2 separate regions of the Capra hircus genome follow, and region 1 is linked to region 2. A link is a contact called in public Hi-C data. All regions are on one chromosome and are shown on one strand. The core of a region is the stretch at or near the end of the contact, and the rest is flanking DNA. Distances in the headings are between cores, read along the strand shown.

Region 1 (5,942 bases), core at 713-3,212, 200 kb before region 2:
CTCCCCCACCCCTCACCCACACTCCAGCCCCATGTACCCTCACATGCCTCTGGCCAGTAGGACTAACCTCTCTAGAGCAATCTCCCTGAGCACTGGATCCATGGATCAGTTTACACTAACGGAACTTTTAGGACTGGATCTAGGATACTTCATGGTCAAAGGATTAAGTGTGACCATTTTGCTTCTGAGGCAGCTCAGAATCTGATCTCTTACTCTCTGTCCTGAGAAATCTCATGGTATCTGGAGGAGGTTCAGAGGGATGGGTGTTTCTCCAGTTAGGACAGTGAGAGGCTGCATGGTGATAGTGACTCTCGGACTTTAGAGTGCATCAGAATCACCTGGAATGCTTATTTGAAATGCAGACTGTTGGGCTCCATATCCCCAGAAATTCTGAGTCCCAACATCCAAGGTGGATGGGTGGCTTAGAATTCTGAGTTTTTAGCAGGCACCTAAGTGATCCTAAGGTGTCTGATGAAGTAGAATGAGTGAGTCTGAAAGCTATATAATCCTTTAAAAAAAAAAAAAAAAGAGCTATAGACTCTGATTCAAATCCCATCCTGCTACTTATGAGCACCGTGACTTGGGGCAAATCACTAAGCCTTTCTAGATGTCAGTTTCGTTTGTAAAATGGGGCTATAATAACATCTACATCTTAGTAAACTAGACTGATTTTTTTTCAGTGTTTTTGCACTTTGCAAACGTTTGTTGAGCAAATGGGGTAGGAGTCTATTTGCCCAGTTCAGAAACCTGGGGATTCTTCTTAATGTCTCTATCTACCCCATGCTTCTCAACCACACAATCACAATTCCCCTGAGCTCTGTGTCCTAAAATATCTTAGACCTACCCACTTCTCTCCATCCCCACAGCCACTACTCTGGTCCAAGCCACCATCTTCCTCTGCCTGCCCACTGCACAGCTTCCTCACTGACCTCCCTGATTCCACCCTTGCCTCTTCTCATTCTTCCTTCCCAGAGAAGCCATGTTAACCTGATAAAGTAATGCCCCTGCTTCAGACCCTAGCTCTTAGGAAGGCCTTCTGAGTCCAAAAAAAAAAAAAAAAAAAAAAAAACCCTCTGCTCCCCACAGCTACTCCCAAGCTTCCTTTTGGCTCCCCTCAGCCTCCAACTCTATATTTAAGATACTCTGAACTTCTTTCCATTTCCTCCAATGAATATCAGTTTCTCTTGCCCCTGGGACTTCACACAAAGCGTGTATGGTTTGCTTGAGACTGCCCTCCCCGGTCCCCAAACACATATTCTTCGCCTACTATTCATCTTTCATATTTCGACTTGAATGTCATTTCCTCAGGGCCAGACATAGCCATGCCTCTCGCATGGTCTCCAGCAACTCCGTCCTTCCTCCATAACTGTTACACTCTGCGGTGATGACTTCATGCCTGCCTCCACCGCTGTGTTAGCTCCAAGAGAACACAAACCTCTGTCTTATCCATTGCTGTATCGCCAGAAAACTCTAGTCAGTCTTTGGCTCAAAGAATGATGAAATACACGAATGAATAAACAAGTGAGAAGGTCCTGGTCACAGGATGTGTCGCAGAGGACGCCCACCTGGTAGTGCGTAAGCCGCGATTAGGTTGGGTTCGGACGTGCCTGTAAAGACAGCCACATGGGGGCGGCCTCAGGCACGCACAGACCACACGGGGGCGCCCCCGGCTCGTTTTACGTGAATGGCACCTCGGACTCAGGTTCGGTTACTAATCACCACTGGGGGCAGGAGGCGGGCTTCTCCTTCTGATGGACAGTATCGCTCCGCCCAATCTAATTCATCTTTTCTTTGGCCCCGCCCACCCCAGGCCTCAGAGAACCTGAGGGTGGGCGTGACGGAACCGCTGCCAACTGAACTCCGGCGGAGTGCTGTTGAGGCCGAACCAGCGCGCCTGGCGGTCTGTGAGTGGGCGGCGGATGGCTAGGGGCGGGGACTCCGCGATGACAGGCAGGCGGACAGCCCCGCCCCTCTCATCCAGAGCGGCCGCGCCAGCGCTGGGGACAGCAGAAGTGAGTACGTGAGCGGCGCAGCAAGAACCCAGCTCGGACCCCGGACGGCGCGCGCACCCGGAGTCTCAGATCCCAGTCGGGCCCGCAGGAGACCGCTGGATTACTGTGCACACCGAACTACCACCACTCGCTCCCTCCCGCCCCGGCCCGCCTCCCCGAGTTCTCTGGCTCCGAGCTTTCCAAGCGCCCCGGATCCTCCTGGACCTGTCCGTCCAGATTCCCCCAGGACCAACCTGCCCGTTTACCCCAGGATCGCCCGGCTCAGGGCGCCGCCTGGGTCCCGGAGCCGACTGCCTGGATTGCACCCTCTCCTTGCCTGGATCTCCTGGGACCGTGCGCGAGCCTTCTCGCGCCTGCCGAGCGGATCCTCCTGCGGGTGCCCGCAGCCCCGCCGGCGCGGCCCGGCGCGGCCCGGCTCGGCTCCCGGAGCCAGTCCCGGCCATGGCCCGAGCCCGCCCGCCGCCGCCGCCGCTGCCGCCGGGGCTCCTGCCGCTGCTCTCTCCGTTGCTGCTGCTGCCCCTGCTGCTGCCCGCCGGCTGCCGGGCGCTGGAAGGTGAGCGGCGTCGGGGGAGTGCGTCCAAGGGTTAAGGTGTCCGGGTCGCCCGAGCGGGGGCCGGGGGTGAGTCTGCGGTGTCGGTCCGATACGGTCCAGGCGCACTTCGGAGGAGGCTCGGTCACCCGCACCCTCTCCAGAGGCTGGAGCTGGGGTGGCGGGGACGCCTTGGGCGCCGCCTCGTAGGTTCCAGCTGCCGGCTGTCTGCCAGTTGTGGGATCGCAGGCAGCTCGACCTGGGTGAGCGTCCCTGAAAAGTCATGGCCCGGCGGTGAGCTTCTGTAGGAGTGCCAGGCACTCAGAATAGAGGAGCGGCGTCCTCCGCACCTCCTGGTCGCAGGGAAGTGTGCGCGACCCCCACCAGGCAAGGCCGGGGCTCTGAGGCTGCTGCTGGGCTCCCCGGGTTGAGGGGCCGCGTCGGCGAGGAACCTCTTGGAGTTAACCGGGAGAGCGAGTGCGTGCACGCCGCTTTGTCAGGGGATGGCTGCTGGGATGGTGAGGCGGGAGCCTGTTATTGTTGACGGTTTACCGAGCGCCAACTACCCACAAGGTGCTGTGTGCACCGCCGTTGCATACTGCTCCGGCGCTCCCCCTCTGCCTTCTTGCAGGACCCCCACCCCCAGTGCTGGGGTCTCCACCGAACTCCAGAGGTTGTGGGGTTTGTCTCAGGTAGAGCTAGAGCTGATGCCTTACCCATTATCCAGTGGAAAAGGCCAGGCTTCTCCGTGGGTTGTGTGAAACCTGCAGAGAGGGCTGCTGGGAGGGGGGTGGTGCTCCAACTTCCACAGGACTGTGCCTGGATGAACAGCCTAAGTGGTTTTGGCCCCCGTGGGAGAGCTCACATAATCCACTTGACACAAGCCTGCGGGGACAGAGGCACTGACACCGGGCAAACAATAGACAGACAGACAGATACACATACATGCACACACGGTTTTCTAAAATTTTTGGAGCCATTAAATGAGGCAATAAAACCCTTCCTGAATGTGGAGGAAAGGACACCACAGACTGGGGGAAACTGAGATGACAGGCAGTACTTCTAGTATCTTTAACCGATCTAGTCACTTTCTTAGTTTAAGAACAAAAACATGAATTCTGTGTGACTTGGTTTGTTCTCATGTTCACAGTCGGTAAACTTGAAGGTTGGAAGGAAAAAAGAACAGAGTTGCGAGAGAAAGGCATCTTCTGGTGCTTTTTCATTTTCTCCAGGAGGAAAAAAACATTCTTCTGAATCCCCATCGTCTTTTATCTCTGAGCCCATTGGTGCTGACAGACTGATTCACACGGGTGGACACATGCAAATCCAGACAGACACACCGAGGTCGCACCCACACTTGGCGCACACTCACCCACATGTGTGTGATAGGATCACAGGCGTGAGAAACCAGTGTGGAGCTTTGTTGTTGATCGCCTCAAGGGTGTGAGCCTGCTGGAGTTCCCAGGTCTGTGTCTTAGCTTAGGAGAGCCGACACCAGCACACGCGCTTACGGGGCTGTGTGTGCCAGGCCCCAGAGCCCTTGTTGTGGGGTGCGGTGGACGCTGATGCTGAGAGTGGGGCGAAGGGGGGGTGGTTTGGGTCAGGTGAGCAAGGGCTACCTGAAAAGGCTCACCCCTGTCCTTCCTTCTTCCCTCCCTGTGTCCCTTCTTCCTGTATCCCTTCCTTTATTTCTCCTTGTCACTCTTCACAATCTGCTGGTCCCTTTAGACCCCAGCTGGCAGGTCCTAGCTGGGAGCTGGCATCTGGCTTTCCAGGCCCAGGACATGAGGGGCAGACCAGGAGGCAGAAGCCTGGTGAGCTGCAGCAGCCCAGGAAAGAGAGGGCAGTGGGGCTGTGGCCCCTCCTCTGTCCCTTCCTCCCTCAGCTGTGAAGTGGGGTCTGGGGCTCTTCCCTGACTGCGTGGGTGGTAGCTGGGAGGCCAGGCCAGTGTGGGGCGCTCTTAAGAAGGTGGCAGTGCCTCCCAAGTGTGGCTTTCATTAATTCCTTCATGTTTGCCATATATCAGAATTTAGGGTCTTCAGTTAGTGTGAGAATGAAAGAAAGAAGAGAGATGATGGCTCAGGCGCTGACCCCAGCCCAGTGGTCCCCCTACCCACCTTCCTGCCCTCCCTCACTGTGACCTGGGATAGTAGTGGAACCCACCTCCTAGGGGGTGTTATGAAGATTGAATCCTTAATGTGTGTCAAGTGCTTAGCACATAGCTATTGTTATTCAAGGATTAACTGTTGTTATTATTATTACCCTAGGGTCTGCTCCTTGGGGAGCACCAGAAAGTGAAACTGGTGTGTACACTTGCCCTACAGGAGGGAGCTTAGAGGAAGCAATGATGGGGGGAGGAGAAGCTGGTCTGGGGAAGTTGCTATCCCCCCTCCGCCAACCTCCATTTCTCTCCAGCTTTGGGAGGGAAAGGATGGGGTAGGAGGAGACTTGACCTTGACTCCTGCCTGTACCCCATCCTTATTCAGGAACTTGAATGGGGGATGGGTAGATTTGGGGGTCCTGGGCTAGGCCAGAGGGCAGGGCTAGGTGGGACACCCAGCACCGAAAATCTCTTCAGCATCCCCAAGCTTTATGGGTGGAGGATCTCACCCCTTTACTCCAGTCTTCCCTTTGGTTTTGCTAGTATTTGGTTTGCCCTTGGCCTCTGGGGTCATTATATTTAGGCCAGGTTCTTAAGCTGTGGGTGCTGTCCCTCATGGTCTCATTGGTTAGATGCCAACTAGCACCTAGTTGGTCTTCCATCTACACACTTGGGGTTCACCAAAGTTTTGCCTCCAAATATTTCAGTTTTCCATGAGGATAGAGCCAGGGTCCTTGCTTGTCCTCCTTGGTTAAATACCTTTCCTTGCCCTCTAATTGATTTCCCCGCCCCCAACATGCGTACAAATTGCCCTCGAATTTACCCTCAGTCACGGGGAAACAGGGCCACCTGGTTGCTCACTCCTCTTTCGTATCATGTTCCCCAGTCCCCCAAGCCAAGATCATTCTCCCCTTAGGGATCATGAGTGGAGTCCAGTAGGTGAGCGGACTAGGAACGGGGTGTGGGATGAAGAAGGATGTCCAGAACACAGGGTCCTCATACCTCAGGTAGGATAGGGAGGTCCCTGTTAGGAAGAGACCATTTGGAGAAAAGAGAAACAGTTACCAGATGTAAGAGGTCGGGGCTGGTCGGCCTTCTCCCAGGCAAGCCCTGTTGCTGCAGCGGCAGACTCTCCCTGGGGAGGGAGGCGTGTGTGAGTCCACCTCTTTCTCAGCGGCAGTGACCACTGAGGAGGTGGCAGCTGAAAACTGACAGCGGGCTCGGGTTTCTGTGGCTTTCCCATGTGTTTGAGTGGCCTCTGGTGCCCCTCACCCGTCTGTCTTGAGCTGGCACCTCAGAG
Region 2 (6,470 bases), core at 2,602-5,101:
GACCCTGTCAGCAGTACCTGCACCCCCAGCACAGCTGGGTTCCTCCAGGGTTGTCTGGGCTACTCAGGCTCTGGCAGACACAGGGTGTCTGAACACCATGGTAGATATGGACCTGTCTTTGTACGGAGCTGATGTCAGACAAAGAGAGAATTCGCAGCCAGAGCGCTAGGCCCTGGCCTTTACCCATCAGAGAGCCTTTCTTAACAGAGGTCTCTCTCTTCCTCTGAGAAGGGCCTCTGCAAGGACTCAAGCCGACCTGCTTGGGAAGGCTTTGATTGCCCCCTGGTGGCTATATCTGGCATCTTCAGCCCCCGCTTCCCAGGCCCTCAGTCTATTCATTCAGCAGATTTGTACTGAGCCCCGCTGCTGTGGGCCAGGAAACCCAGTGGTCAGTAGACTGTAGGAGATTGACATGCAAAGGGAGAATTATAACACCGCTTGATTAGTGCTATGAGGAAAGGGTAGGGCACAAAGGAAGTTTAGGCAAGGAGCCTAAGAAAGACTCCTTAAGGGGTATGGGCTGACATGCTTCCTGGGCTATGCATAAGCACTCAGTTATTAAGGTTCATTTATTTGGAGTTTATAGTTTACCAAAAGATTGCATTTGCATTTTTTAGTTTATCCTAATGACAGTCCCATGAGGTATGTATGATAGTCCTTGTTTTACAGATGAAGACACTGAGGCTCAGATGCTCAGCGATTTGCTCCAAGTTACAGTCTTGTAATTGACTCACTTAATTAGTACGCTTTCCAAATTGCTTCATCTGGACCAGATATCCAGGGGGAGGTGGGCATACCAGGCAAGGGCTGCCAGTGGGGATTGGTGGCCACCTCTGCCACCAAGGTGTTGGTAAGGTAGAGGTTAGAACACCTCTCTCCCACCCTCAGTAAGCAGACTTCTGTTCATCCAGAGCTGCAAAGTGAGGCCTGGTGGGCCTCATGGGGCAAACACAAACTGGAGAGTTCTGGGTCTGGTGATGATATCCCATTCTCATCACACACTGGGAAGTGAGGGACACAAGGGATGTTTCATTCCTCTTTGCTGCCCCCTGCACGTAATTAGCCTCGGGCTCAGAAGCACAGGGTGAGCACTGAATGTCCCTCTGAATGAGGTCCTTGGAGCCACAGTAAGGTGAGCCCTCCTCGGGATGGGGAGTACAACTCCAGGAGGAACCTTGTCTTTCATGCCCACACACAAGCTGGAGCTCCCAGGTCCTTGTTAAAGAAGAGTGGAAAAGCCAGTGCACTTGTTAGAAACAGGCAGTGACAGTGACGAGCGGCCGCAGGGCACAGCCCAGGCAGCACTACCTGGGAGATGAGCCACCGCTGTCCGCCCTGGAGAGAGACCTAGCGTTCCTGACCGAGGGCGATGCGGGCCCATTTAGGCTCCCCTCACCCTCCTGTGCGTGTGTGCTCAGCTGCTGCCAAGTCAGCCCTGGCTCTTCGTGACCCCATGGACCGTGGCCCACCAGGCCGCTCTGCCCATGGGACTCTCCAGGCAAGCACACTTCTCCCTTATCCTCCTGACCCAGGACTAGTTCGTCACGAGGTCCTGCTGACTCCCTTCCCAGACTGCCTCAGCAACCCCACTGCTACCCCAGGATCTGCATCTCATCATTTCTGCTCAGAATCTGGTTTGTCTCCTAGTGTTCTCCCCCTCCCTTCTCCCCGCAGCTTCCCTCACAGGCAGGACCAGTGCCTCAATCACACCTGCTGGGCTCCCTCAGGATGAGTCTGAGCCTCAGGCGTACAAGACATCTCATAAGGGTGGGGGGCCCTCTGGGAAGGGGCTGGGCTGAAGAGAGCCTCAGTGTGGTAAAGCATAGAGGTGGGCTTGAGTGTGATGGTCATGTGCAGAGGTCTGCTGCACCAACGGGGCAGGCTACTGGGCGTGTCAACGTCGAGATGAGAGACAATGTGAAGACTCTGCTGGGGCTCAGGGTGACTTGTACCTCCCCCAGGATTCTAGGCCTGTGTGTTTCCTGCTGCTGCTGCTGCTAAGTCACTTCAGTCGTGTCCGACTCTGTGCGACCCCATAGATGGCAGCCCACCACGCTCCCGTCCCTGGGATTCTCCAGGCAAGAACACTGGAGTGGGTTGCCATTTCCTTCTCCAATGCATGAAAGTGAAAAGTGAAAGTGAAATGGCTCAGTCTTATCCAACTCTTCGCGACTCCATGGACTGTAGCCTACCAGGCTCCTCCATCCATGGGATTTTCCACGCGAGAGTACTGGAGTGGGTTGCCATTGCCTTCTCCGGTGTGTTTCCTAATGAGTTCTAAAATGGAGCTCCTAGGAAGCAGTGTGTTGCAAGGACAGGACTCAGTGAAGAAGATCCTTTGGACCAAAGACACTGACAAGGGGTGGAGGATTTAAATTTAATGAAGCTTCTCTGATAGCCTATCACTGACCCAACATTACAACAGCTATTCTGTCATATTTAATGCCGTTTAATCTTCACCATAGTTCTATAAGGTGATGAAACTCGGAGAGGTTCAGTAACTGGCCCAAGGTCACAAAGCTGGAAAGTAACAGCACCGAGATTCAAACTCAGGCCCCTCCTAATTCCAATGTGATTTGTTACAAGAACATCTGTAGACCTCGCTAATTTCTGGACATGATGTGCAGACGTTCATGAAGGAGTCAGATATTTGGGAAGACAAATGTTCAAGGGAGGGGGCACCAGGTATTTTTAGGTAAGCAGATTGCCCCTGCCACAGAGTCTGAGCTCCCTGCCAGCTCAGTCTTATCCCAGGACACATATTGTCTGCTGTGCATTTGGTCTTGTCAGTGCTCTATAGAACTGCCTTTTCAAGGACTCCATCACTCCCCAAGCATACAAATGTCTCTCCTTCATTTTTCCTGTTAAGCAGATTTAAAGAATGAACTAAGAATCTTGGCCACCATTAATTTCACAGCCTACAATTATTTGCATCCCCCCCACCTTTTTTTTTTTTTTTTTTTGGCTTGAGTCATTTTAAAAAGCCCTTATGATTCTTTTAATCCCTTTTAGTAGAGCAATTCCATTCTCTTCTCTCTTAACCTCCTCTCTCCTGAATGTCCCCTACCCTACCCCCACCATGGAAAGCTTTAAATAATGCAGCAAATTCTTGTTTCATTTCCTTTTCTCTGTTTCCAGATGGATTTTTCTCCCCAGAACATCCCTGGGAATCATTTCTGTCAGATGCTTCACTAGATGTCCCTTGGTCTTTAAGCTCATCTATCCCCTCCACCCACCCCAAAATTGCAATTTGCTATTTTAATTATAGTTTCTCTTGCCACACTTGAGGCTTTTTTTTTCCTCCTATTGCAGTCCTCTACCTTTCTTAGATTTTAATCCTTTCTTCCAGTGCAGAGAATTCATGATTTCTGGATTCCTCCAGTTTCCTTCCTTGCTGGTAAATAATTCTTCTTAGTATGTGTATGATTCTCATTGTTCAGATGCTGAATTAAGTTGCTGAGCAATGAAGCCAGGGTGCCCCATGTGAACTAGTGGCCCCGTCCAAGCACAGATTGAATCCCCACCCTGGAGATGATATGTCCCTCGGTCGGTCTGGTGGCTGCAGTCCTGGGACTGACTGTCTCCTAGACCCTAGGAGAAGGGTGGCCCTAGGGCCACTGGCCACATGCTTCTGTCTCTCTGGCCAGCTGGTGAGAGCTCCTAGGACTCTCCGAATTGGGTTCTATAAGTTGTTCCTTGCAGGCTGGGCTGGCCTTGACCAAAGACAATCTGGGTCACCAGCAGCTGTTTCCCAGGTGCCTGCTGCGTCTGTGGGCTGAGGCTGCACCTGGACCTGCGTCTGGGGAGGGAGTGAACGGGGAAGTAACCCGTGTGACGAGGAAGCTGATGAGGCCTCTATGCGAGAGGAGGACTGGACGGCAGTTCTCCAGTGCATTCCAGGCATAGAGGCTGAGCTACTCACCACTGAGAGAAACTACTTGAAAGCTGCCACCCATCCTGTTTGGGCTCACAAACCTGTCCCTGTTCTGTCCTTCAGACAGGTATGTAGGTTAGGACCAGTGAAGGTCATTTACTCTGGGTGTGTGTTGTGTAAACTTCAGCTTTGAGCCTGGCTCAGTCAGAAACACGGGATCCTCCAGGGTGACCTAGAAGTCCTGGAGAAAGGGGTGATACGCCGATAGCTCTGTCACCTGAATGGGGCGCATTAGTGCCTGAGCCTCAGGGCTGATGCGATACAACCTCCGTGAAGGGCCAGTAATGGGCCACACTGATATTATTACACAGGCGAGGACATGCAAGGGACATCATTCTCCCAGTCATTCATTGCTTATCTCCTGTAAGGGATCTGAGATAAGAGACCCGTTGGAAAGTGCAGAAAGAGAAAATGCTGTGGAGATCCTCAAGTATTAAGTAAGGTCTGAGGTTGTCTCCAGTGGGAGTGAAGGAAGTGGATGGGAGGGTGGTCCTGTGGAGCCAGGTGAGCAGGCAGAGTGAATACAGAGGCAGATCCTGAGAGTCCTGGAGCAGGCTCACTGGGGGATGAGAAAGGAGCAGACGGGTTGTGCATTCCATGTGAGCTTGCCTCCCTGTTCTGGAGGGACATCTGGAAAACCAAATAAGATGGTGGAAAATGAGGCAAATAAACGGTTCCAAAAGTTGGGGTCACACCCATTTTGTGAATAATCCTGACACCTACTAGGTGTGCTGTGTAAATTGTGCTTTTCTGTGCAAAAGATTTGCTTGTGAATTGGCCTTTTATGCTTCCTTGAATAGTTCAAGGGTGGTACAATGTCAAAGAGTGGCTTGGAGAGGTTTATTTTGCTCTTTTCCTCTTCATTAGGCAGTCCTCCAAAAAGCGCTAAATACAAATAACATTTTTTAAAACATGGGCAGTTGTAAATCAACTTATGTTGATTACATAAGTTGTAATCAACATAAAGTGTGATTATGTTGTGAAGTGTGTATGTAAAGTGTGAATCCAAGCCCCGTAAGAAAAGTTGCTATTTTCATTGATCTGTAAAGACTCAGCTGAATGCCCGCTACACCTTGGAGACAGGTCCTCAGATCTTGCTTTCAAGCTGATTGCAGTTTCTGGGTCTCTCCAGGCAGAGCCTACAGTTCCCACTACAGGGGTGCTCAGTGGGGTACTGGTTTGAGGCTGGCTGGAAACAGAAGCTCAGAGTCGTCTGGAGCCAGGAGTGATGAGTTTGTGAGCCAGTAGGGATTTTGGGCTGGCTGGATGCAGGGGGTGCACGGCTTCTGGGGAGGAAGGCAGGTCAAAGTGGAGGTGTGAGGGAAGTCCTTGGCAGTCCAGTGATTAGGACTTCAAGCTTCCATTGCCAGGGACCTGGGTTTGATCCCTCATAGGGGAACTAAGAACCCACAAGTTGTGTGGTGTGGCAAAAGAAACAAAAAACAAAGATGGAGGTGGGAGAGAGTCTGCTTGTTCAGAGAGATGGAGGGGTCGGTTTGTTGGAAGGGTGGGTATCTGGGAAGGAGAAGAAGGAAATGAGGTTGGAGAAATGATGGTGCCACACCCTTGGGTGCTGGGTGAAGGAGGCAGGTCTGCATCCTTGAGCAGGACTCTCCACTGAATGCTTCCAAGCCCAGAAAAGCTGGGTGAAAATTGGATTTTAGGAACGTTGGTCAGATGCAGGATAAATGGGAGGGTGGGGGCCAGCCAAGGAGGCCAGGAGGGAGAGGCTGTGACTCTGAGTCCAGCATGAGAAGTAAGGGCCTGGACCAGTGTGTATGGCTTAGAGATGAAAGGATACATAAGAAGTAGAATGGAAAGGACATGATGGTCGGGGGTGGGGGAGACAGCCCAAGTGGGAGGACTTGAAAGGAGAAGAAAAATGCCCCAGAAGCAGGCAACATGGGTACTTTCTATTCCCAGATGAATTCTCTGGAGAGGGCTAGTTAATCAGGCTAGTTACTGCTGTCCAGCCCTCGCTAACGTGGACACTAGAGCAGCAGAGAGAGTTCCCATACCTCCCCCCTGCCCTGAAACCTCAGGTCGAGACAGGTAGGGGTTAATGTGGTCTGCAAATAAACTGCAGCTTAATCCTCAACAGTGCTTAATGCAGGGTAAAATGTGATAAATTATTCACATCGTACAGGGTAATAAGCAGGTTGAATTGGTGGCACCAGGCCTCTTGAGCTGTATTTTACACTCAGGTCCTCCTCTTACTCCTCTTATTTAATCATTTTCAGAACACCTGACTTAAATAGATGTTTCAGGTCTCATTTTTTTTCCCTGCAAAAATAAATTAGATCATACATTCATCTCATGACATCCTGACATTTACCATATTCTTACATTAAAATAAAGATGATTAGGAAGAAAGGAGCTCAGTAATTAGGCACAGGAGGAAGCTGGAACACACTCTTCCAAAGGTTACCCTTTCTGGCCTTCATGGAAGAAGAAGGTCTCTTCTGCAGAGAGGCTTCAGAAAGCTTATTTGCATAGGAGATGCTCCCAATTGATGGTTCATCTGAGGGAAGGAAAA

What was found. A called contact is a pair of places that touch in the nucleus more often than the background predicts.
Region 1: a contact with region 2 is called in a Hi-C map of blood, with 4 times the contacts expected there. The contact joins the promoter of EPHB3 here to the enhancer-like site in region 2. A contact is called at or near these places in 2 of 5 Hi-C or Micro-C datasets (both in blood).

What each region holds. Positions count from the first base shown.
Region 1 is chr1:82,312,234-82,318,175 of ARS1.2, reverse strand. It overlaps EPHB3 (ephrin type-B receptor 3), which reads left to right and starts at 1,962. Exons shown (of 16, transcript XM_018047087.1): 1 at 1,962-2,565. The coding sequence starts at 2,454.
Region 2 is chr1:82,117,627-82,124,096 of ARS1.2, reverse strand. No RefSeq gene overlaps it. Among named protein-coding and RNA genes, the nearest start is that of VPS8, 28 kb to the right of the region's middle. Within about 2 kb of position 3,851, at least 1 of the 5 cell types and tissues checked has an H3K27ac peak or open chromatin away from gene starts, as enhancers often do.